Regions from separate parts of the Mus musculus genome. Here all the other regions are linked to region 4. A link is a contact called in public Hi-C, HiCAR-type and HiChIP or PLAC-seq data. All regions are on one chromosome and are shown on one strand. Each heading gives the region's core, a stretch centred on a gene start, on an enhancer-like site or on the middle of the called end of the contact. The rest is flanking DNA. Distances are from core to core; before and after follow the strand shown. Region 1 has its middle 360 kb from the start of Zfat. Region 2 has its middle 320 kb from the start of Zfat. Region 3 overlaps Zfat (zinc finger and AT hook domain containing). Region 4 holds the start of St3gal1 (ST3 beta-galactoside alpha-2,3-sialyltransferase 1). Region 5 has its middle 270 kb from the start of Zfat. Region 6 has its middle 240 kb from the start of Zfat. Region 7 overlaps Zfat (zinc finger and AT hook domain containing).

The links. Hi-C and Micro-C count contacts between places; a contact is called where the count stands out from the background. HiCAR-type assays count read pairs that join an accessible place to other places. HiChIP or PLAC-seq counts read pairs in DNA pulled down with a chosen protein or histone mark.
Region 1: a contact with region 4 is called in a Hi-C map of uterus, with 4 times the contacts expected there. The contact joins the enhancer-like site here to the promoter of St3gal1 in region 4. A contact is called at or near these places in 1 of 15 datasets of contacts at CTCF or cohesin (the NIH/3T3 cell line), 13 of 484 Hi-C or Micro-C datasets (bone marrow-derived macrophages, cardiomyocytes, cerebral cortex and 5 more), 20 of 115 datasets of contacts at active chromatin or transcription factors (VIP interneurons, astrocytes, bone marrow-derived dendritic cells and 15 more) and 2 of 9 other capture datasets (embryonic stem cells and macrophages).
Region 2: a contact with region 4 is called in an H3K4me3 HiChIP or PLAC-seq map of stem cell-derived neural progenitor cells, with 7 times the contacts expected there. The contact joins the enhancer-like site here to the promoter of St3gal1 in region 4. A contact is called at or near these places in 1 of 39 promoter capture datasets (hippocampal neurons), 1 of 15 datasets of contacts at CTCF or cohesin (the NIH/3T3 cell line), 17 of 115 datasets of contacts at active chromatin or transcription factors (the SCID.adh cell line, VIP interneurons, acute myeloid leukemia and 14 more) and 1 of 9 other capture datasets (macrophages).
Region 3: a contact with region 4 is called in an HNF4G HiChIP or PLAC-seq map of pancreatic cancer cells. The contact joins the enhancer-like site here to the promoter of St3gal1 in region 4. A contact is called at or near these places in 2 of 39 promoter capture datasets (embryonic stem cells and hippocampal neurons), 3 of 484 Hi-C or Micro-C datasets (bone marrow-derived macrophages, cerebral cortex and neutrophils), 28 of 115 datasets of contacts at active chromatin or transcription factors (DN3 thymocytes, the NIH/3T3 cell line, the SCID.adh cell line and 22 more) and 1 of 9 other capture datasets (macrophages).
Region 5: a HiCAR-type map of PVALB interneurons shows a contact between it and region 4, with 5 times the contacts expected there. The contact joins the enhancer-like site here to the promoter of St3gal1 in region 4. A contact is called at or near these places in 2 of 39 promoter capture datasets (embryonic stem cells and hippocampal neurons), 12 of 484 Hi-C or Micro-C datasets (the BV-2 cell line, the C2C12 cell line, bone marrow-derived macrophages and 6 more), 25 of 115 datasets of contacts at active chromatin or transcription factors (the NIH/3T3 cell line, PVALB interneurons, SST interneurons and 19 more) and 2 of 9 other capture datasets (embryonic stem cells and macrophages).
Region 6: an H3K4me3 HiChIP or PLAC-seq map of neural tube shows a contact between it and region 4, with 4 times the contacts expected there. The contact joins the enhancer-like site here to the promoter of St3gal1 in region 4. A contact is called at or near these places in 2 of 39 promoter capture datasets (embryonic stem cells and hippocampal neurons), 1 of 15 datasets of contacts at CTCF or cohesin (the NIH/3T3 cell line), 14 of 115 datasets of contacts at active chromatin or transcription factors (the NIH/3T3 cell line, SST interneurons, acute myeloid leukemia and 11 more) and 1 of 9 other capture datasets (macrophages).
Region 7: a contact with region 4 is called in an H3K27ac HiChIP or PLAC-seq map of the NIH/3T3 cell line, with 12 times the contacts expected there. The contact joins the enhancer-like site here to the promoter of St3gal1 in region 4. A contact is called at or near these places in 1 of 39 promoter capture datasets (embryonic stem cells), 2 of 484 Hi-C or Micro-C datasets (bone marrow-derived macrophages and cerebral cortex) and 16 of 115 datasets of contacts at active chromatin or transcription factors (the NIH/3T3 cell line, the SCID.adh cell line, SST interneurons and 12 more).

Annotation. Positions count from the first base shown.
Region 1 is chr15:67,900,096-67,903,272 of GRCm38.p6, reverse strand. No RefSeq gene overlaps it. Among named protein-coding and RNA genes, the nearest start is that of Zfat, 360 kb to the left of the region's middle. Within about 2 kb of position 1,767, at least 32 of the 459 cell types and tissues checked have an H3K27ac peak or open chromatin away from gene starts, as enhancers often do. A contact at or near this core is called in VIP interneurons, cerebral cortex, cortical neurons and 3 more, where this site is marked.
Region 2 is chr15:67,941,888-67,944,960 of GRCm38.p6, reverse strand. No RefSeq gene overlaps it. Among named protein-coding and RNA genes, the nearest start is that of Zfat, 320 kb to the left of the region's middle. Within about 2 kb of position 1,785, at least 9 of the 459 cell types and tissues checked have an H3K27ac peak or open chromatin away from gene starts, as enhancers often do. A contact at or near this core is called in astrocytes and stem cell-derived neural progenitor cells, where this site is marked.
Region 3 is chr15:68,164,905-68,168,061 of GRCm38.p6, reverse strand. Zfat (zinc finger and AT hook domain containing) reads left to right here. Exons shown (of 16, transcript NM_001145888.1): 10 at 2,136-2,309. Among named protein-coding and RNA genes, the nearest start is that of Zfat, 92 kb to the left of the region's middle. Within about 2 kb of position 1,846, at least 79 of the 459 cell types and tissues checked have an H3K27ac peak or open chromatin away from gene starts, as enhancers often do. A contact at or near this core is called in the NIH/3T3 cell line, SST interneurons, acute myeloid leukemia and 2 more, where this site is marked.
Region 4 is chr15:67,175,455-67,178,754 of GRCm38.p6, reverse strand. It overlaps St3gal1 (ST3 beta-galactoside alpha-2,3-sialyltransferase 1), which reads left to right and starts at 1,873. Exons shown (of 9, transcript NM_009177.4): 1 at 1,873-2,123.
Region 5 is chr15:67,988,086-67,991,178 of GRCm38.p6, reverse strand. No RefSeq gene overlaps it. Among named protein-coding and RNA genes, the nearest start is that of Zfat, 270 kb to the left of the region's middle. Within about 2 kb of position 1,373, at least 8 of the 459 cell types and tissues checked have an H3K27ac peak or open chromatin away from gene starts, as enhancers often do. A contact at or near this core is called in the BV-2 cell line, PVALB interneurons, bone marrow-derived macrophages and 1 more, where this site is marked.
Region 6 is chr15:68,013,407-68,016,789 of GRCm38.p6, reverse strand. No RefSeq gene overlaps it. Among named protein-coding and RNA genes, the nearest start is that of Zfat, 240 kb to the left of the region's middle. Within about 2 kb of position 1,664, at least 6 of the 459 cell types and tissues checked have an H3K27ac peak or open chromatin away from gene starts, as enhancers often do. A contact at or near this core is called in neural tube, where this site is marked.
Region 7 is chr15:68,143,561-68,146,995 of GRCm38.p6, reverse strand. It overlaps Zfat (zinc finger and AT hook domain containing), which reads left to right. Exons shown (of 16, transcript NM_001145888.1): 11 at 405-493. Among named protein-coding and RNA genes, the nearest start is that of Zfat, 110 kb to the left of the region's middle. Within about 2 kb of position 1,440, at least 17 of the 459 cell types and tissues checked have an H3K27ac peak or open chromatin away from gene starts, as enhancers often do. A contact at or near this core is called in the NIH/3T3 cell line, where this site is marked.

The DNA of each region.
Region 1 (3,177 bases), core at 518-3,017, 720 kb before region 4:
AGACTTCCTTTTCTCTAAGGCGATACCTCCCCCATTCAATTCAGCTGTGTCTAGAGCCTTTGTGGGTGGAGGAACTTGCCCAAGAGGAACTGTCTTGCCAAGAGGAACTGTAGATGTGCCACAGGCTGTTAAAAGGTCAAAAGCTTCTGTGGGCCTGTCACTTGGGTTTTCTCATTCTCCTGTGAGTCTGGAAGACACTCAAGGCAGCACCAGACTTCAGATTGCCTTCTAGAGGAGTCTAGAACCCATCGTAGACTTCTGCAAATCCTTGTTCCAGGGCTCCATTCATAGAGTCAGATGGATGGAATGGCAATCTCCGCTCCCTTTGATGCAAAGGTGTCTGAAAAAGGAATTCTGTGAGGGGGAAGAATACCTGCTACACGATGCCATGTGTCTGTGTCTCTGCATTCAGGTCTTTGAGTGTTTTTGAAACATAGGATCAGTTGCCAGTCTTCCTAAGTTGAAATTCTGACTTTGTTACTTAGTCTTCGCATTGAAATGGGGTATTTAATCAACCCTCAATTTTCTCATTGGTAAAATCGGGATGACACAGGGTCGGTGAATATGAAATGCTTGCAAATGCTTTGTAGGCATCAGCCAGTTACCAGGTATGAGAGCCAAGCTTTGCTCTCTACCTGCAAAAGTGCAGAGACCTGTGTTTGGATTTGTCAGTCTAAGAGCCCATTGTCCTTAAAGTCCAGAGATGTGGTTTAGAATCACCTTTTCTGTGGGTGACCTTTGTGACTTGGGATGTATTACTTAATCTCTTTAAGACTTGCAGTGTCCTTAAAAGATCATAGCCACACACACTAGAACTATCTCTCAGTTGAAAGGATTGATTGTGACAGTACCAGAGACGTGCTCAGAATGCAGCCTAGCTTAATGTGATTATGTGTGTGTGTGTGTGTGTGTGTGTGTGATTATGTCTGGTAATGCATGCTTTAAATGGCTTATTCATTCATTCACGCACTCAAGAAACATCTTTTGATCATTTGTTTTATATTTTGTTTTATCCATTGACTTTTGAGTCAGGGATAAATAAAAATTTATTTTCTCAAGTAATTCTAATCATGACCACTTAAATTCCACCACAGCCCTCTACAAGAGGGATTTATTTCTTAGTTTTTCAATATGGAAATCTAAGGCTAAGAATGGTGAAGTCTTTTAATTATAGTAGTCAGGGTCAAACTTTGGAAAACTGGAAATAGAGCCAGGATTTCAACCAAAGACTTCCGAGTGTGCCTTTTTTGATTGAAGTCAGCTTGTCTAAACCCATCAGTGTGAATGACAGTTACAAAGCTGGCTAGTGTCTGTCATCCTTGTTTTGAATTTTTGCTGAGATTCTTGCTGTAACAGTAAGAGCATGTTCTTCTTCACACACATGAGGATGCTGAGGACACAGGATGTTATAAGCACCATAGTTTACAGACCTAGAAAGAGGCAGAGCCAGGAGACAATGCAGGAATCTGTCCTGTGCTCCATGGGGCTGCCTCTATGCTGAATATCTTATCCAATGGTCACTTCTGCAATGTCACTACTCTCTCCTGACCTAGGCCCAGATCTGCTTGTTGATTCCCTGACAGTGAATTTCTTCCACAGCTAGCCTTTGAGGTTGGGAAGAAGAGTGACAGACAGGAGTTTTCTCCTCTCTCTGTATGTTCACTTTGGCCAAGCTGACTCGTGATATTCATACAGGGTGGGGAACCAGAAAGAGCTGACTCCACCAGCAGCTGCACATGGTCCCAATCAGCACCAGGGGGCCCTGGGGGGTCTTCTTTCCTTTGCCAATCTACAAACAGATTGACATGAACTTGGCTGGCATGTCCTCTCCAAGTCCGGTGGGACAAGAGATGGGGCGTCATTCTCCCAACTTCTTTTCCAGATGGTTGAATCCAAGACAGAAAATGAAATGAGCCTGAAAATATGCTGCTTGGAAGAGCCCCAGGGTTCTGGAACATCATGATGGCTGGGCAAGAACGGTTCTCTCCCACGGAGTCAGGCTCGGTGGGACAGCCAGTGAGAAGAATAGATCATGCAATGAGAATGAAATTGCTTCTGGACGCAGGGCTTCAGCTCTGTGGTTTCAACTCCCATCAGCCAGCAGCACTGCGGCTTTACTCAAGCAGCACACTGTGCCATCCACTAAGCGAGTGCAAGAAGAGTCGGCAGAGGCAAAGTCTTCCTGATGAGTCCACAGCTGCATTTGGCAAGAGCACATTAGCTTGTGGAATCGGGCCGAAGAAGAGCCTCAAAATAATAAAAGGCAAGAATTTTGTTTTGTTCTTTTCTACAAAGTGAGTATATTCTACTTATATCACAGGTGAGAATGGTTTGAAGGTTAGCCATACTGAGGACCTACTGTGTGCTTACACAGGCCTATTCAGGATCTCTTCATTCTTTTAGAAAAGATGTTGTCATCAAGTGAATACACACTCAGTTACAGAAACATCGATGTTAGGTTACCCTGACCTAAAACAGCCAATCCTTGGCTGGGGTTTAAAGAATCAGAGGCAGAGTTCTGATGATGTGGCCTTGGATTCAGCTCTCTCCATAGTCAGACTCTTTCTTAAGATATTTCAATGTCTTTATTCAATCAGTATGAAGGGTGAGTGAGCTGAAAGCAGGCTTGATGCAAAGGACAGAGCCAACTTCAGACAGTATACTTTCTCCAGCACCAAAGATCTTCCTGCTGCTTCTGAATCGCTCTCCTGACCCCTGGGGCCAGTGCTGCCATGCTCAAAGAAAACGAAACACTCAATCTTCCTAAGATTTGCATGGGCTGGAATTTCCAGGAAACACTATTTCTTCCTAGGAGCAGCTCTAAAGCTGTGGGGAATATGAGAGGACATATTAAGACCTCAGCCCTCTTCTGCCTAGGGTTGGGATGATTCTGAGGTTGGATTTTAACTGTACTCCTCAGTTTATTCTTGGGACTAAGCTCTAGTGGCTCACTTTAGCAACTGTCTTAAAAACAACTCTTTCTGGTCCCTGATCCCGTCCTGGATCATGGTCCTTATTCCCTATCAATGTACCTTGTATTGACAATAGGCAGTTTGTTCTTCAATTCATTATGTAAAGCAACACTCACCAAACTGTCATGCATGGAACGGATCCAGTCTGCTGCTTGATTTAAATAAATAAGGTGTGGTTGCTTCAGTTACTTTTCTAGTGGCTAGA
Region 2 (3,073 bases), core at 536-3,035, 770 kb before region 4:
TGTGTGTTCAGAAATGGTTCACTGTTGCCCAGTTTTTCCTACTGTGCACATTGAGTTAAATGATCCCATATGGGCAGTGCTCTAGACTGTGTTTGATACCAATCAGTAAGTATCTTGGTTGGTCTCTCTGGAAATGTCTGTGAAGAGTTCAGACTCTTACTCACCTGGAGTTGAATCATGACTATGGCTTCCTGACACTGTGACATTTACAAAGTAGCTTAACCTGGCTGAACCTATGTCCCTGTTTCTAAAGGGTATTGATGCTTACCCAGTGGGGTTGCTGGCTGAGCTAAATTGGACAGTATACTTAGGGCACCAGGCCTTGGAAGGTGTTAAATAAACATCAGCTGGAGAGAAATGAGAGGTCATAGCATATTGCTTTTCCTTTGACTCTGCTTTGAGAAATATGAACTGTGAGAAGTTTTCCTTTGAAAAGAAGGACTGTTAAGCCCATTAATGGTCCATGAAATGATATTTCCTCATAGCAATGACTATACATAAATGACAGGAACTGAAAGCTTCTTTGATGATTATGGAGAGGACTCTAATCATGGAGAGCTACACAAAAGTAGTCTAAAGGAGGGACGAGGAAGTGGATGGAAGGATATTCCTGCATCGGAAAGGAGTGTGCTCTCCCCACTCTTCCCTCCCAGCACGATTACAGCAGATGATATTTATCTTAATCTCTTTTAAAAATACTGTTATAAGTGCTTTTCTTTCTTCATAGGAGAAAAACATCTTAAAATGCAAGTAAAAAAAGAATTGGGGCAGCCTTGGAAAATATTGTTTAACACAGAAAAACTGCACACTGATGGGCCCTTGTTGAACCTACTTGATGCCTGGCAAATCTTGGGTGTCCAGTATCAAGACTCTCCCCCTGTTATCCTAGGTGGCTTCCCTTATAAGCCCTTCTCATACTGTCCTATCCCTGTCCACTGTAAAGGGATGGAAACCTTCCTATGGGGTAATCTCCTGGACTTGATAATTCCCTCCACCCCAGAACTCCAATCCAATGACATGTGGTGGCCTCAGGCTTCACCCTGGAGTTCATCACAGTTGAAGAGCGCTGGGACTAATGTGAAAAATGAACCAGCAAGAGAGGCTCAAGGCTAATGAGCAATACTGAAGGCCAGCTGGAAGAGGGGCCATAACAAGTTCAGAGTAGTGAGAATCTGTAAGTAAGATACAGAGGTCCACGGCACCTCTCTTTCCTGAATCTTGCATGTTTTAGTGAATTCTCAAACATCAAGGCAGTGCTGTGGGAAACACCAGGCAGAGAGATGTGTAGGTAGTTGGAGAAAGACCACTTGTGGCTGTAGGATGGCTTTATTGGAATAAGTCCTAGACCTGAGGGGTTCCTTAACTCTGAGTGCATAGTTTGGAATTGTTGACTTAAATTGAACTGAACTGATAGACAGCCAGTTTATACAGGAGAATCAGACAATCAGTTTTTAATGTTGAAAAATTACATGTATTTGACACCAAGAAGGAAAACAAACAGCAGGAGCCAATGCAGTTTTGTTATCATCTCAGCTGGAGACCTGGGGATAGAGTAGGAACTAAATCAGAAGCCCAAATGGAGAACCAGGCATGCCAGACTGCATTTGGGGAGTAATGGGTACCAAAAGAAAGAATATTCACTTATAGGAAGGGAGTGTTTGCCTCTGAGGAGGAGGTGGTGTGGTTGCCATCCAGAATTCAGGGAGTCATGCTTTATCCCCAGCCCCCAGAAGACCCAAGTTTGCATAGGATTTCAGTTCTTTTTCAGCTCTGTCATGAGAGGTATGCATAAATTTGCATTTTAGTTAGCTCCCAAATAGCTTTACCAGCAAAAGCAGAAAGGCTCTCCATAGCAATGCATACTCCAAAGAAATAGAGTTTATGTGTGAAGCAAAACCTGACCTTAATCTAACTCCCAGTTCATCCACTCTTGATTCCTGTCAAAACACCAAATAATCTTTTCTTGTGGGCCTGCACTCTGCTATTTTGAGGTCCGTCATCCTGGACTGCAATAGGAGAAATCAGCATGCTTCTCACTAAGCGTGCTCTAGCATTTACAAAGGTTGCTTTTCTATGCTCCCAGATCCATATCCCTTGCCATATTTGGGAGCCCTCAATGCCAGGACATCATGATGGGCATGAGAACTTTTCCATGGGCAAGGAGGCACAGAACAAGCAAAATATCCTGACTCTGAAGTAACCCCACTGGACCCAGTTTTGTCATCAAATGGAGTTGCATGGAGAAGATCTGGTACCATAAACTGTGCATGTCCCCCCACCCCAAGAAGCACTCAGCACTGCTGTCCCAGGCTCCCTTGAACCTCAAGAATAACATTAAGAAGATGACACAGATCATGTCTGAGACTTTCAATAGCAGAGACAGACACATGACCATTCAGGTAGACCTTTCTGTCTCTACTTCCTCCATATTCCCTGAGCCATGGGTGGGGGTGGGGGATATGATATAGACATTTCTTTTAGGAAAGGATCTTCTAGTCTCTTATTCTCTATACCTTGACTAGTTATAGGCCTCTGTTAATCACTATCTACTAAAGAATTAAGATTCTATGGTGAGGGTTGAGAGATGTGCTAATCTATGAATTTAATGTCAATTTATTAGGAATTGGTTTAATAGCTTGTCAGTTTAACAGAATACTACTGGTGCATTCTCTCCTAGAACCTATTACCTGTCTGTATAGTTTTTTGTCCCCCATAATGGTGCCAGTTATGTGTTTTGTCATGTGGAGTGGCTCTTATTTTCAATCTGAAAGTGAGTTGTCACTCCCATAATATTTATCCCATTATTGTACCAATGGGCATGCCTCCCTAGCCCAATGATTATTCATAGCCCACAGTGTTAACTAGATAAGTAGGTTTCTGCCACAGTGGATGTGGGACAGGGAAGCACTTATTCCTTGTTGGTGGGAGTGTGAACTGGTATGGCCATTATTGAAATCAGTGTGGAAATTTCTTAAAAATCTAGAAATAGATCTACCACATGATCCAGCTATCACTGTTTTGGGTTATACCTAAAGGATTCTGTATCCTACTGTTGTGTTACCTGCTCATCCAT
Region 3 (3,157 bases), core at 597-3,096, 990 kb before region 4:
GCAAGTGGCAAAGTGCCCTGCTAGTCCTGCGTAATAGTTCCTTCCTGCTTGTCGGGAGCTTGACCACTATAGGCAGGACTGTAGGGTCAGAGGAAGATGGATGGCCAAGTATTTTGCATAACATACTATCAGTGGCAGGGCTCAGGGGAGGAGCTGATGGGCAGAGAGTCAGTGAAGAGAGGAGGCAGTGGACCTGAGGTGCAGTGCTGGAACTGAAAGGTGCTTTCTTGTGTGCCAGCACTTAGTAAGCACTGTGGGCCCAGTGTGTACTTTCGGCTTGCTCATGGTACGCTAGTTAGTGCATTCAGGGACTAGCAAGCCAGGTTAGTTTTACCAGTGAGGAACACGAGGCACAGAACGCTATGAAATGCTCGTGTTGTACAGCCAAAAAGTAGTGGGAACTGGGATTTGGACCCATGCTACATGATTCTAAAGCCCTGTTCTTTACATCTTTACTGACTCGCACTAAGAGAAAGCGATACCTCCCATGTGGAGGCAAGAAAGGAGGAGTTGACAGTGGTGACGAGATGAATACCTATATGTCATTTTCTGAGGGCACTGAAGGAAGTCATTGCTAGGAGTTTTCTCAGTAGAGAAGGAGGCAGAAGCCTTTGTGTGGAGATTGGTTTAGGATGGTGCTCAGGGGAGTCGTCTGGGAGTGGTCAGAGACAGACCACGAACCTGACGCTGATGCAAATCCAGGGAGATGGCAGCCTGAGGATTATAAATCTGTTCCCCTGGGGGATAATGCTTGCATGGCAGACAGAGGTCTGGAGTGGGAGAGCGTGGTTCAGTCTTTCCTTTCTTTGTATGTGACGCAGGATGGGACAAATATTCCATCTTCTGGTCACTTTTCCATGAAACACAATTATAAACTGCCTTGAGATTTGCTGCAGGCATCAGTGAGATGGTCTCCTACATTCCTCAGAAGAAGACCCTGTGTATGTCCAGGCTTAATGTATAGCCAACACTATGCATTCAAGGACACGGGGTGTCAGTATTCCATACCAGGCTTAATGTATAGCCAACACTATGCATTCACAGGACACGGGTGTCAGTATTCCACATTGAACTTCTGGAAGAAATCTCTCAATTTGAAAACCTTCTGAATTCTGAGAAAGGTTTAGGAAACGAAAGGCTGCAGTTTTAGGATGGAGTGTTCATGGCCTGCTCTTTTTCACTTGTCTATGAATTTCTTTATAATGATGGAACTGTAAAGGATAAAGAAAAGCCTACTTACCCACATTACATTATTCGCGAGTCTTTGGAGCTAATCACTGCAATTGCACTGTAAGTATTCTTTCTCCCAGCTCACTCCCAAAATAAAACATGGAAAAAGAGCAGCAGTAGGCAAATGCAAAAGATAAGCATGAAGACTAACAAGAAGGGGCAACATAAGATAAGTCTGGGGACTCTCCATAGTCATAGGTGTTGATCACACGTGAGGAACTTCATTCACACGGTGGGCAGGTGCTCAGAGAGTCTAACAGTTCAAAGAGGTCAAGAAATGCATTTGAGATGAACCACGACAGCAGTTCTCACACTGGCTGGGTGGGGGAAAGCAATACAAGTGGAGTAGGCACAATAGCTTGGGAATAGTTACATGTGAGTCATGCAGAATGTCCAGTGTTTTGTGCTTCTGTTTATGTTATGAATGGGAATATTCTTCCAGACTTGACCTGAGTGCCTGATCCTATTGATTTTTGCAAAGAATGACGTGGCCTATAATTTTATTTAGTTTAACTCAGTTGAGTTGGATTTAATGACTGCTTTGTAAGTTGGGCAGGGTGTCTGTCTTCAGGGAGTTACCAGACTGTAGGGAGAGCAGAGGTGATCAAATCACTGTGGTATGCAAGAGCATTTTGGCAGGAGGGAGCTGTAGGATTACAGAATGCTGATAGGCAGCTAGAACTGTCCTGAAGCCGAGGCTTGGGAACCCTGACTTCTGCGGTATTTCTGTAAGGCGGAACAAGATGAGGTCGGCCAGACATGAGGTGTGCGGACACGTTGGGAGTAAGCAAGTATACTGCTCTGTTCAGTTGGATGTTTTATATGGTGTGAACTGTTCTTTGGGATCCCCACCCATGTTTGCACAGACACGTGTAAATGTACAGCTATCCATTTCTCGTTGGTAGGTGTGAAGCCCTTCAAGTGTTCTCTGTGTGAATATGCAACTCGTAGCAAGAGCAACCTCAAAGCTCATATGAATCGTCACAGCACTGAGAAGACCCACCTCTGTGACATGTGTGGCAAGAAATTCAAATCCAAAGGGACACTGAAAAGTCATAAGCTCCTTCACACGTCTGATGGTGAGTTCCCAAGCTCCAGTGGCCTGTAAGTGCAAGGCTGGAAGCTGGCATGCCAAGGCCAGCAGAGACTGTCCGATCCCGGGTAACAGGAAAACACTAGACTTCACAGGATGTACAATCTGAAAGTGCACGTGGTCCTAGCCTGTCTTTCTTCTCACCAGGGCTAAGCACTGTCTCCCTTCAACATGCTCTGCATAAACCCCTGTGGGATACGTGAGCATGTGTCATAAGCAGGGAGAGGTAGACTGCTGGAGGAAGTAAGATGTTAATGTTTGGTTCTGGAAGTTTCTGTCCTCTTTAGCCTTCCATCTCACCTTGAGCCTGATTGTAAGGATAGCTGTGCTGGCACCTGGCCTGATGTTTTTAACATCAAAGCTACCTCAGGGTTTTTACTGATAGGGCTTAGCCTGAAATGTAATCAGTATGAATTCCTGTGGTTGTGAGCTGTGAAGGTGGGTTCTGGGCGCAACAAGGCCATAAGGATCAGTTCCTGTTTCTAGGTGGGATAACAAAGAGCAGGTATGTATTTGAAGGTAAGTGTCTGATTATGGAGAGCTCAGAAGCCTAAGGGTCAAGGCTCAGGCACAGAGCGTTCATAACACTTTCTGATATGGGCTTCACAGAGGAAAGACATTGAGAAACACAGGTAGCCAAACCATACTAGAAAAAGTTTTGATTTAATTAGAAACCTCAGTTGGTGGGAGGTACTTGTGACTGCTCCATGTTACAAGGTTAATAAAATTTCTTAATATATGGTTCTTGCAGCGTAATTAGACATAAGAATTAGGGCTTAGTGAACAGATTAATGTAAGTTCCATGCTGATTCCAATTCTGGAGCTTAGGAGATG
Region 4 (3,300 bases), core at 624-3,123:
CCCTGAGGTCCAGTTAGGTGACCATTTAACTTGTATTCTACTGAAAGTCACCACAGTGTGAGTATGTTCCTGCTCCAAACTGTATCTGTGGGGACCAAGGATCTAAGTGGCTCACACTAGATAGGGCTGCAAGATGTTGTGCTAGGGAGGACAGTAGCCGATGGGGATGGGATCTCTGCCTTCCTCTCACATACACACAAAAGAATGCCAGGCGCTGCAGTTTGAACAGCTTCTCAGAGAGAACACAGCTCATAGAGATGCGCCCAGTGACAAGGACCTCACCTCGTTTCTAGCATGGAAACCCAAACCAACCTAGAACAGCAGAGAAAACTACTCAGCACAGGTCATAGAACACCTTGGAGACCCCCTCCTCTCATATCCTGGTGAGGGACAGCCCAGTGGCAGATCAGACCCCAGTGAGGTTTAACTGGAAGAGTCTTGGCAATACTTCTCCCTTACCCCGCACACACAAATTATAACTTAGAGGTTTCTGTTCTTTTCCTTCCTTTTCTGGTAGTTTGTTGTTTCTTTGTCCTCCACTTCTTCCCTTTTAACAATTTCTCTTCTACTTCCTCGGAACTTACACAGTGTACCAACCCTATCTAGGCAGTCCAGAAGCAGAGTTGAAACCCACTCCTTCCTCCTTCCACAAGCTGGCTTGGATTGAGTGAGCTCTTAGATGCCAAGGGCAGTTTCAAGAGCCCTGTATCCACTTGCTCAGTACAACAACCCAAGCAAACGAACGCTGGGACCAGGGCCCTTTGCAAGGGAGTACGTGGAAACACAAACCTAGGAAACAGTGGATATGGCCCAAAGAGCCCAAGATCACACCGTAATGGAGAAGTGCCGCAAATTCGCCCCAACATTACAGCCTCATTCTAGTGAGTAAACAGCCAGGCAGCTCTGGCCTCCCCCACTGCAAAGGCTTGTCCCCAGAAGTCTCCAGAACTGAAAACGGAGAGACTCCTGCGCACACCGTCTTTCCTCTTAACATTCCACGGAAAAGTTGTAGATGAGATAGTTCCAGTGAGAGGATACCCACTGACAAACCAGATCTTAGAAATGCCTTTTAAATCCACCATTTATGATCTACGACCCACACACGTTAAATTCCGTACCCTCACTTCCCTATTAAAACAGAAAAACTTCTACCCTAACCTAAACCAAATCCCCATCCCCAGGCTGCCTTGGGGACCTTTCTAACTCTGATTCCCACTATCAGCCTTTGCTTAGCGCTGGTCTGCGAAGCTGTCTATCCATCCGCAAAGGAAAGGCCCTCGGCGGAGTAGACGGGAAGGGCGGGGATGTGGATGCTTATAGTGACCTGCTCTGCGGCTCCCAGTCCTGGCTGCACAGACACCGCAATCCCTAACCCCGCGGTGCCCCTCCCCAAGCCTACCTAAATCCCACCTCGAGTCCCACGCCCTCAGAAAAAGCGGTGGCTTTGCCTGATCGCCCTCTCTCTCCACTGCGACCCTGAATGGGGCTCTTCTGGGCACCGCCAGCCACATCCTCTCGGTGCACGCCCAACGCCTCGTCCCTCGGGTTGACCCCACGGGCTTCGAGCCTCTCGGGAGTTCTTCCCTAGCCTCGCCAGCTGTTCCCGCAGATCCCTCTCTTGAGGCAGTGATATTGTTCCCGCGCTGCCTCCTCCGGCGTCTCTCAGACGGGTCCGGCCTCCACCCAGCCCGCTGCTGTCCACGTGGCTTGGCTGAGCTATATTGAGCTTGCAGGAAGCCCCAAGCTAGAGGAAAGCCGAGCTGAGGCCGGCAGGAGGGGCGGAGGGGGGCGCCCGAGCGCCAAGGGGCGGGCGCTGGGCGGAGGAAGGGGAGGAACCTAGAGCCGAAGAGCCGTGCTGGGCGCGCCGGAGTCACGGCTGGGACCGGGCGGGCGAAAGCGACTCCTCCCCGGACGCCCCGCCTCTCACTCCCGTTACACCCGGGGGAAGGTGTTCCAGAGGCGGCTCCCATCCTCACCCCGCCTCCCTTTTCTCCGGCGCTAACCTCTGCCGGCGGAGCCCACTATGCCAGACACTTTCGACACTTTGCAAAGACAAAGAGCCCTAAACCGGAGGGAGGAGAGAGGAGGAGGCAGAGAAGGAGCGTGAGGTTTGAGCTGGCTGGGTAAGTATCCTGAACACATCTCCTTAGATACCTCTCTGAACCTCTTCAGTGCCCCCAAAGTCCGGAGTGTCTCTGGCTTTGGTAAGTACGCACCCAGCTGGTCCCTGTCCCGGTGCCCCAGGGACGGCGCCCCCTCGCGAGTTGGGGCTGGAGAAATGTTGCTTGTGTTCTCTGAGTACTGAGGTGATCGTCCCGACCCGGGCACAGAAGGGGTGGGAAAGGGACTAGAAAGGTGTAACAGTAGAAATGGGACCAAAGACCCTAGGCGCCAAGAGGGAGACACAAGGAGAGAGATCTCTGTCTCCGCCACGGTGGTCTTCTACCTGCGGGTCAGGGAGGAGACTCCAGCTCTGGGGCTCCAGGCTCTTTGGCACTTACTGGAGGAGCCTGCCGGAGCTCAGTGAAGAGCCTATGGCAGTTGTAGCAGTGGCTCCCGGAGCGGCCGTGGTGACATTGCGCCCAGCACCGCAGTGGATCCCCGCCCGGGCCGCGGGTAGGAGACTCCATCAGGCGCAGATTGTCCCCACTCTCTAGAGAAGCGGAGGTCTCGGGCTGGGACACTGGGGACGCTTGGAAAGCGTTGGTTTTCCAGACCAGAGGTCTGGACAGTGTCCGGATGGAGTCTCCCGATCAGCTGTGGGCAGGCGCGGACCCGGGAGGAGGCTGTTGGTCCCCGGGACACCTCTAATACCGCCCCGTTTCGGATCTCGGGGAGAAGTTGGAGCTTAGGACAGCACAGCAAAAAGCGGTGTGTCAGAAAGTGGGTAGATGAGGGTGGTCAAAGTGAGCGTGGCGGTGGAAAGTCTAAACTTGGAATCTGCTCCAAACCCGTTAGGCGCCGCAGCTGCCAAGAAATAATGGGACAAAAGTTAGCAAAGTCTGCATCTCTGTAGTGTGACCTGCGCAGGGCATGGTCTGCTGCTTTGATATGTGCACGGGGTGGGCAATGGTGACACCGGACAAAGCGACTTGGTTGGAGTACTATTAGCTCGGGATTCGGACCTTTGCGCAAGCAACTTTCAGCCCTCGTTTTTCTACGCGTGGGTGTTTGAGTGTGACCTTGCGGGAGGCAGCGCGGCTGAACTCGAGAAGGGGATTAAGTCTCCCGGTGCCTGCCTCGTAGTACAGGTAAAGCGTGGGGCCCTTCGCCTTGCTTCACCGTGGAGTCTCAGAAAAG
Region 5 (3,093 bases), core at 124-2,623, 810 kb before region 4:
GAATCACTGAGCAAATGAGTCTGCTTATCTCCTGGTTCCTCTTGTTCATCTCACATCACCGTATCTATTCACTATGACAGCAATATTTTCTAATTAGAAGATTCAGCATTCTCAGGAAGAAACTCTTGAGTGGCTAAGGTATCTGTGGAAATTCTCTCATTGGATCTGGGAGAAGAGAAGGCACTGATTTAAGCTGACAGTGATCTCCTCTGAGCCCAGTTATAAGTCAAGTATTGCTGAAGATGAGTAAAAACCACTAAAGCAATTACCAAGCATAGATTTTCGATAACTCATAAAGCAACAATAACAATGATATAGCTACCTCAGAAGTACTTTCCAGTCATGGCAAGATACAGCCCCATGGACAACCTTGTGTCTCAAGTAGTAAACATCTTTACCGATTTATTGTTAAAATTGGAAAATGTGAGATATTTCAAACTTAAAGAAAGCAAAAGTTTGCATTCCAGACTGTTCTCTGTTTTAAACATGTGTTGATATTTGATATTTCATTTTACTTGTGTGAGATATATATATGATGTATACCCATGTGTGTGCATAGCCTCTGGACATATGGAGGCCAGGAGAGGGTGTGTTGAGTGTCCAGATCTACCCCTCTATCACTCCTTGAAGGTAGGGTCTCTTGATGAATCTGGAACAAGGCTGGTGGCCAGCAAGCTGAACAATCCTCCTGTCTCTGCTTCCCATACCCCTCAATACTGGGGATATGGGTACAGCTACATTGACCTGTTAAATGGGTGGTGGGGATTTGAACTCAGGTTCCCAAGCTTGCACAGCAAACACTCTGACCCAGTCTCCCTTCCATCCACATTTTATCTTTTAGTCAGCTCAGCTGTTTTAAAGAATGGCAAGAGGCTGGTTTGTTCAGGTTTAATTTTTCACTGTCCTGGAGACCAAAGTCATTGGTCACAAATTTGACATGGCAAATGCTGGTGGTGTGGGGCTTGTGGGAAGGGTTTCTTCTGCATGGCAGACAGCTATCATTACATGGAAGAAAGTATGGAGGGGGAGGCAGGGAAGCTCTCATTCACCAACATTCCACACTCATTATCTAATTACCTCCCAGGGGTCAGATACAATTGCAGCCATGTTGGGATATGTGAACATTCAGTCCATAACACTGCTGTTTTGGCTTATTGTTTCTTAATAGGCTTATTGAATTTTATTTATATAACATTAAATTCACTCAGCTTGAATATACAATTCAATTATATTTAGTAACCTTGCCAAATGCAGCCATCACTGTAAATCAATTTCAAGACATTTTTTTTATCCGTACGACAAGATCACATGTGTCTATATTAATCCATGTTTCCAACCACAGCTCCAAGCAACCAGCACTTTATTTTTGGTTCTGTATTTTGCTTATTCTTGAGTTTCTTTTACAGAATTACGTAATATGAGGCTTTTTGTATCTGGCTTATTTCACTTAATGTCATGAAAATGAACCTCATCTGGTGCTGTGGCATGCATCATTATTGCATTTTAAAGTTGTTTTCTTATTAATTTATTTCTTATGTGTGTATACACATGCATGTCTCGATGTGTATGGATGTGGAGTTTGGAAGACTGGTTGCAGGAAGGAGACAGCTTTTGTTCTTCCATCATGCGGGTTCTGGGGACTTGTCAGGTCTGGTGTCATCTGTTTTTACTCAATGAGCCATCTCAATTCCTTATTGCTAAATCCTATTCACTTTAGTGAATACATTACACTTCAGTGATCTATCCCACAATTAATAGACACATAGCTTACTTGAAACTTTTTCTATTTGAACAAGACTGCAGTGAATATTCACATGCTATTCAACATTTTCCTTGCCCTTGAATAGAGAACTAAGAGTAGATCAGTGGCTCCTCTCAGGTCCGTGTCTAACATTCTAGAAACTGCTGGAATGTTTTCCAAAGTGTTTGCACAACGTCCTTATCACTGGTGATGTGCTATTACCCATGTTTCTACGTCTTCAGAATTCAGCTTTAATCCTTTTCCTGTATTATACTTACTCTCTGTGGGAATGTATTTTGCTGTGGTTTTGTTCATATCCCTATATTAGCACCTGCAATGTATAAATTAGCCATTTCATAACTGATGACACTTCTATGCATAATTTTCCCATCCTTTGATTGTTTTGTGTTATAGGATATATGTCGTTTTTGAAAATTATGGGTATGAGTCCTTTCTTGAGTATGAATTTTGCAAATATTTTCTACCAGTCAATTGTTTTATATGCTTATTTACTTACAACAGTCATTTGAAATTAAAATATTTGTCAGGTAGGCATATTTATTTTTAGTCCCAGCACTTGGGAGACAGATGCAGGGAGATCTCTTTGAGTCCTAGACCAGTCTTGTCTGTATAGTGAGTTTCAGGATAGCCAAGGCGACATAGTGAGAACTTGTCTCAAAGCTATATATATATATATATATATATATATATATATATATATGTATATGTATATGTATATGTATATATGTATATATGCGTATGCGTATGCGTATGCGTATGCGTATGCGTATGCGTATGCGTATGCGTATGCGTATGCGTATGCGTATGCGTATATGTATATGTATATGTATATGTATATGTATACACACACACACACACATACATACATACACACACACACACACACACACACACACACGTGTGTCTATACCTCACAGTTTAGGGATAATGGGCATGCACTGTCACACCTGGGTTTTTACCTGGGTGCTAGGAATCTGAACTCAGGTACTCATGCTTAAGCAACAAGTATTTTAACCACTGAGCTATCTCTGTAGAACTGTCCTATGCTGCTTTTAGAAGTTGATCTCATTCAAGCTTCTGAATCATTTTGAGTCATATTTGGATATGAGTGTGAAAAGTCTAAGCTCATTTTTATCCATAAGATATCTAATTATCCCGGATTACCTATTACTCAGTGACTGTAAATGGCAGTTTTTTTTTTTCCAAAACCAGTTGACTGTAAATATGAAGATTTATTTCCAGACTTGTCAGTCTCTCCCACCCACCCCCAGTCTCACACCATTGACATAACTAGCTTTACAGTAAGTTCTGACAGAGATGAGAGTTGTCCA
Region 6 (3,383 bases), core at 415-2,914, 840 kb before region 4:
GTTTTTTTTTTTGGTTTAGAGACAAGGTTTCTCTGTATAGCCCTGACTGTCCTGGAACTTACTTTGTAGACCAGGCTCGTCTTGAACTCAGAAATCCAGAAATCTGCCTGCCTCTACCTCCCTAGTGCTGGGATTAAAGGCCTGCGCCACCACGCCCAGCTCATTAGCACTCTTTTTTTTTTAATTTTTAAATTAGATATTTTTTTTCATTTACATTTCCAATGCTACCCCAAAAGTCCATCAAGCCCTCCCCCCTCCCACTTCTTGGCCCTGGCATTCCCCTGTACTGAGGCATATAAAGTTTGCAAGACCAATGGGCTTCTCTTTCCACTGATGGCCGACTAGGTCATCTTCTGATACATATGCAGCTAGAGATATGAGCTCCGGGGGGTACTGGTTAGTTCATATTGTTGTTCCACCTATAGGGTTGCAGACCCCTTTAGCTCCTTGGGTACTTTCTCTAGCTCCTCCATTGGGGGCCTTAAAACCCATGTTCTGCCAGTTTTAGAGTGAGCACACCCCAGTTCACACCTCTATGAAACCAGCATTCATTAAGTGCCATTAATGGGATGGTGATGGCGTCAATGATAACGATGAGGACATTGAAGATGCGGGTAACATTTTGTCCTCTTTCCTTTCTATCCATCTATTTGGAGAGGAAGACACTGCTAGATTTTCTTCCATGATACTGAAGTGCCTGGTACCTCTACTCTATGCAAGACCAGTTCTTTGTCTGCTTCTCAGGCTGCCTCTGACGAAGACAAGCACATCTCTGTCTTAGTTAGGGTTTTACTGCTGTGACCAGACACCGTGTCCACAGCAACTCTTATATGGACAACATTTAATTGGGGCTGGCTTACAGGCTCATAGGTTCAGTCTATTATTATCAAGATGAGAGCATGGCAGCATCCACGTAGGCCTGGTGCAGGAGGAGCTGAGAGTTCCAAATCTTCATCTGAAGCCTGCTAGGAGAAAACTGGTTTCCAGTCAGCTAGGACAAGGTTTTTAAAGCCCACACCCACAGTGACACACCTACTCCAACAAGGCCATACCTACTCCAAAACAGTGCCACTCCTTAGGCCAAGCATATCCAAACTACCACAGCTTCTAAGGGTAGCTTTGAAGCTTCAAAAGTAAACACTTGTATGCTTGTAGGTGATTCTTTAGAGACAACATTGAAGCGAGTGAGCAGCCTCAGAAAACCTGCTTTGCTTTCCTCTTCAGTACGTTTACTTTTTTGTGTGTCAACAGTAATCTTCAAATTTTTTAATGCTTTAAAGCCTAGAAGTAATAAATTCAGCATCTGGATATTTATTTTAAGTGCACTTCTGGCCTGACATCTTTGTAGAATGGCAAGAAAAAGACTGTTGCCACTCTTATCTGTCACATCTTTTTCATTTTAAAATGTGAATAGAGGGCCCCACCTACATCCTGACATTTCTTCCTCCACTTTTGTGTGATTCCTGCTCCTCCATGCCCCAACACAGAGATTTAACAGGACTTCCTGGTTATGTACAGTGTGTGTTTGTATGCTCTATGTCTGTAAAGGCATTCTCTGCATTTATTTTGCATCAGATTCCAATTGTAAATTGGTTGTAGAGACGTCACTGGCTTCCTGCCTGTGGCATTTCTGATGGATGGCCCCTATTTATACAGAACAGCATGGCTTGTGCAAAGCTACAAGACTCCATGCCATGCCTAATGGATTGGAAGGAGAGAGCTGGCAGTCCCACTGTGAAGAGAGCCATCCATTTCCTTTCATAAGCAGTCAGAGAAGCTTGCAGGGGGAACCAAGTCCTGGCTCTTCTACAAAACCTTCCTGATTTCCTGAAGACTCAATCTTGCAGCTAACATGCAGAGACAACCTGTGCTTAAGAGCATGGCCATAGGGCAGAACAACATGTGTGAACCTCTGCTGGGACCATTTGCTGGTATATGTTTCTATGACTGCGATGGTTCTGTTTACAGTAAGAGATGGAGATGAGCTATCTTGTGAGGGGTGTCTTACCCTGGTTGGCAAGCTATAAAAGGATACCACAGACAGAGGACTTGTATATAACATGTTTTCCCTCACAGTTCTGATGGTTGGAAGTTCATTATGCAGGGCAAGCCTTGTGTCTGGTTAGTGTCCTCTTCCTGGCTGATAGATGGCCTTTTCATCTCATGCCCTCACTTGCTGGATAGGGGTTGGGGAGGCAGCTGTCTTTTATAAAAGCACTAGTCTCATTTAATAAGTGATTGGCTCTTATCATCTCCTATGAACTCTACCACTTAGGACTGTCTTATTGGTGATAGTTTTTAACATGTTAACAAAAGCTCAGAGGTTAAGAGCAGTGGCTTCTATTCCATAGCACTAGAGTTTGATTTCCAACATTAAAGCTCAGAACTGTCTGTAATTCCAGTCCCAAGAAAATATGACTCCCTTTTCTGTCTTCTGAGGGCAAAAGGCACACATGTGATACCCATGCTTACATATAGATGGAACACTCATAAACAATACATACATACATACATACATACATACATACATACATACATACATACAAGATCCAGGCTATAACAGGGAGCTTTGTGAGATTTGTAGGACTGTTTGCTTCTTCATCATTTCAGTAGGTTCAGGCCATGTAACCTGCTTTCCTACCTGCTGTCCCTCTTGCCTTAAACAATAATCAGAGACTATGTATACTCAGCTATAAACTACTTTGTCAAACTGATTTTTAAGACAGAGGATGGGAAGTCAAGAATGGGAAAACACTCTTAGTGTCTCACCAGTAAGGGTGGTTGGATATGAGTGGACAGGTGCTCTCTTTATCTTTGTCATGTTAAAATAGGAGACAATACTGATGATCAACTGATTTTTATGAAATATGGTTGGGTGGGAAAGGAAGTGCTTTACTATGCACCAAAAAGACAAACAAAACAAAACAAAACAACCCCCAAAACCAAGACCAAACCAAAATAATCCTCCCAAACAAAAATAAAATAACAAAACCCAAAACTAAGAGCAAACAAAACCAACCAAAAAAAACTGTCTTAAGTATATATACCCTCAATTCTTGACATTTAAGTTATGGTACTACATATATATAAAGAAATGTTTATACATCTATGATTTGCATGGTTTTCTGAAACATTTGAAAAGACTAAATTGTCCATCATCAGGGAGTCAATTGAACCAATAATGGCATGGCTAGTCAGTTGATGACTTTTAATGACTTAGTAAAATTGACAAAGACCAAGTAACACATGCAACATACAAGATGTTGTTCAGAACACAAAGTTAAAAAAATACATCTACATGCCATATGAATGAAAGACTATGCTAAGTACATGAAGTCAGTGATAGAAAACTACATATTGTAAGATTCCATTTATATGATTTT
Region 7 (3,435 bases), core at 191-2,690, 970 kb before region 4:
TGTCTTCCTCTCATCTCTTCTGTCCCTCCTTCTCTCTTTTCCTTTCTTCAATCTCCCCCTTTTCTTCCTCTTTCTCTCTATCTCTCATGAACACTTCTCTTTTTTCAGTGTCCTCTGGAGGTGGCTGGGCATTCATTTTTCTCCCTTTAGGAGTCTGCTGTAACGTTACTGTTCAGAATCTTCCTAGACAAAGCTGGCCACTGTCTTCCTTCAGTGGGTGAGCTCCTTCTTGCTCCTCCTTGCTAACAACTGACCATGCTGCCTTGTGTCTGTACACTGCCTTCTTGATCCCCTCTGAGAATCTGCTTTCCTACCTGGCAAGGGACACCTGTGTGTACACAGTCCCTTTACATGCAGGAGCTACCAGCCTGGCAATGATCACTTTGTCCTCCGCTTCATTCCAGGGAAGCAATTCAAGTGCACGGTGTGTGACTACACAGCAGCCCAGAAACCCCAGCTGCTGCGACACATGGAGCAGCATGCCTCCTTCAAGGTAAGAGGTATGCGAGGCGGAAGTGGGAAGGACGCAAGTGGACACACAGCACTTGTGGCATTGACTTTGCTTTCCAGCCCTTTAATTGTCATATGCGGAGTTTACTCTGTGCTCCCTCGTTCCATAAGCATAGAGTTTCTCTGTGTTTTGGAAACCAAGACAAGAAACAGTGTTCAAGAGGGTACAGACAGAAGACAAGGCATGTCCTTCCCGCTTGAAACTGGAGTCAGTTTTGAGGAGTGTGAAGTATAGACATTGGGAGGCGGATCTGTGCCTTCAGGTCTTAGATTCCTGCAGGTAAATTGCCTGGTAAACAGTTAAAGCCCACCTGGCAGGCTTCTATATGAGTGGAGAGCATTCTGGTATACCCACTGTAGGCCCTAGCACAGTGCTTCTCAGCCTTCCTAATGCTGCCATCCTTAAATATAGTTCCTCATGCTATTGTGATTACCAACCACAAACTTATTTTACTGCTACTTCATAATGGTGATTTTGTTACTGTTCTGAATTGTAATGTAAAAATCTGATTTGCGATTCCTGTGAAAGGGTTGTTTGACACCGCTCCCCCAAGGGTTCATAACCTACAAGTTGAGAACCACTAGCCTATCATGTGCAGGGGTTGGAGGATGGAGTCCTTCTAGTTTTCCTAATGCTTGTAAGTAATGTTTTTTCAGCAGGTTTGGTAGCATCTACTTAGCCAGTCTCTCGTGGAATTTTGCAGAGGAAGAAAGATGACCCACTGTGTTTCTCAATAAAAACTCTGCATATCACTTAAGTCATCTTGACCCTTGACATTGTTACATCTGCTGATATGTGCTCAGAGAAATTGAATTTTTAAGGTTTGTGACCATTATGCTTTAAAATGCTTTTTGAAATGCCTTTTATAGAATCTCATAGAATTGTCTAATCTGGAAGGAATGTTGGTCGCCACATTTCGGGCTTTCTCTCATTGAACTTCTCAAGCTCTGGCTTTGTGTAAGGAGATTCCTAACTGTCACCTTAGGGCTCCCAATGGTACAAACTGCTGCCCTTGCTTATCAGATGAGAAACCCGAGCCTCAGAATTGAGCTGACCAGCTGTAGTCTTTTCTGCCACAGACTCTGATTTCAGCTGGTGTTGTCATGTTGACCTTGTCTGTCATTTGTGAGGTGAGAAGGACCTTCTGCAGCAGCAAGCTCATCCTGTGTTCAGAACAGCTTGTGCGGCCTCTTAGGACGTCTCCTCATACAATTGAAGGACTTAAAGCACTCTGAGTGTGCAGGCATACGCTTTTAGCATCCAGAAAACAAAGGAGGCAGAACTTAAACTACATCCTCCCACTGTTCAGTGTTCTTCCTGCTGTATCTTCTCAGTGAATTTGGGCAGGAGGGGAGAACTGGAAAGGCTATAATCATGAAGACAGTTTTCAGGTGAACATGACTTGCTACGGTGGAACCCACATATCACCAGGAGTAGTACCATATGACTGAATCTGTTAAGTCTTCAGTTTTTATCCCCATTTTTCTATGTAATTAAAGCAAAGGGCTTAATTTCATGTCTTACGGGACACAAACGTGTTTCGCCGGGAGATGATACTCCAAGAGTAGTGTATTTACCATGCTAGAGAGCAGAGGACCAAAGCAGCCTTCTGTCTTTGTAAATGAGGAATTAGGTCAGCTGCAGGTAATTCTTCTATCTGTTTCTGTCTCAGTGGCCTTTGCAGTCATTCTTGGTTTACACTGGTCCTGATGAGAATAGATGAAACAGTCTTTAGCCCTGAGCAAAATTCTCATTTTCTAAGGTTTTTGCCTGTGGCTTATGTGCTCGTGAGAGGAGTGTGGGATTTATTCTGTTAAGCATCTACACAAACAGTTACCATATATTTCCTCCACTGTATCTTTGGCATCCAGTGCAGAACCTGTTGTTGCTGCATTTAGCTGGGTCCTGGGCCATGGCTGGTCTCCCCCAGACTCCCAGTGTATTCAGGATCCTCTTTATCAAGTATCCATAGCTTAGAATGAAACTCACACATGTTGTGCAACACCACAGGCAGCCTTGGTCTCTCGTTCTGTAGCTCTTCTGTGTCAGTTTGTCTAAGTGGAATTTCTCAGTTCACAGAACAGCATGAAGTTGTTCCACACCATCCTCTATCATCCAGACAGTAGTAATCACTCTTCTGTATTCTCCCCTCTCATCTCAGGTTCATTTCCTCTTGCTAAAATGGATTATCACCACATTGTGTTGAAAGAACATACACATTTTATGATTCTGTAACTCAAAAGTCTAGCATGCTGCTCCCTCTGCCCCCAAGATCAACTGTCAATGTTGGCAGGGCCAGCTCTCAGACCCATACCCTTGTCTTTCCTCACTGCTAGAGTCACCTGCAAGTGGCTTATAGCCACTTTCTCTATTTCAAAGCCAGTAACATGGCATGTCCCCTCACGTCTTCTGCTCTAAATTTCCTCTCTGACTTTTAAAGATCCATTTTGGGCTGCTGGTGGGTGATGTTGGAGAGATGGCTGTTGGGGAAGTACTGTGTAGAACGAGCATGAGGTCCTTATTTTACTCCCCGGCACTCACATGAAGAGCTGGCTACAGTGGTGCACGACTGTAATCCTGGCACTGGGGAGACAGAGACAGGCAGATCCCTGGATCATGATCCGCATACAGTGAGCTCTGGGTTCACTGAGGAAACTCTCAGAACATAAGGTGAAAACTGATTACAGATGATTAGCAACCTGACGTTTACCTCTGGCCTCTGTGTGCCCTCAGGCTCACATGCACATGGGTATATAAACACACGGCATGTGCACACACACAGGGGGTGGGGGGTGGGGGGAGGGGAGAGACAAAGACAGAGAACTTTGTGCTTGCTGGAACTTTGTGGCTCAGGTGGTAGAGTGCTTGCCTATCGTATACTCCATTTCAGTTTCCACCAAGTAAATCAGAAATGACAGCATATT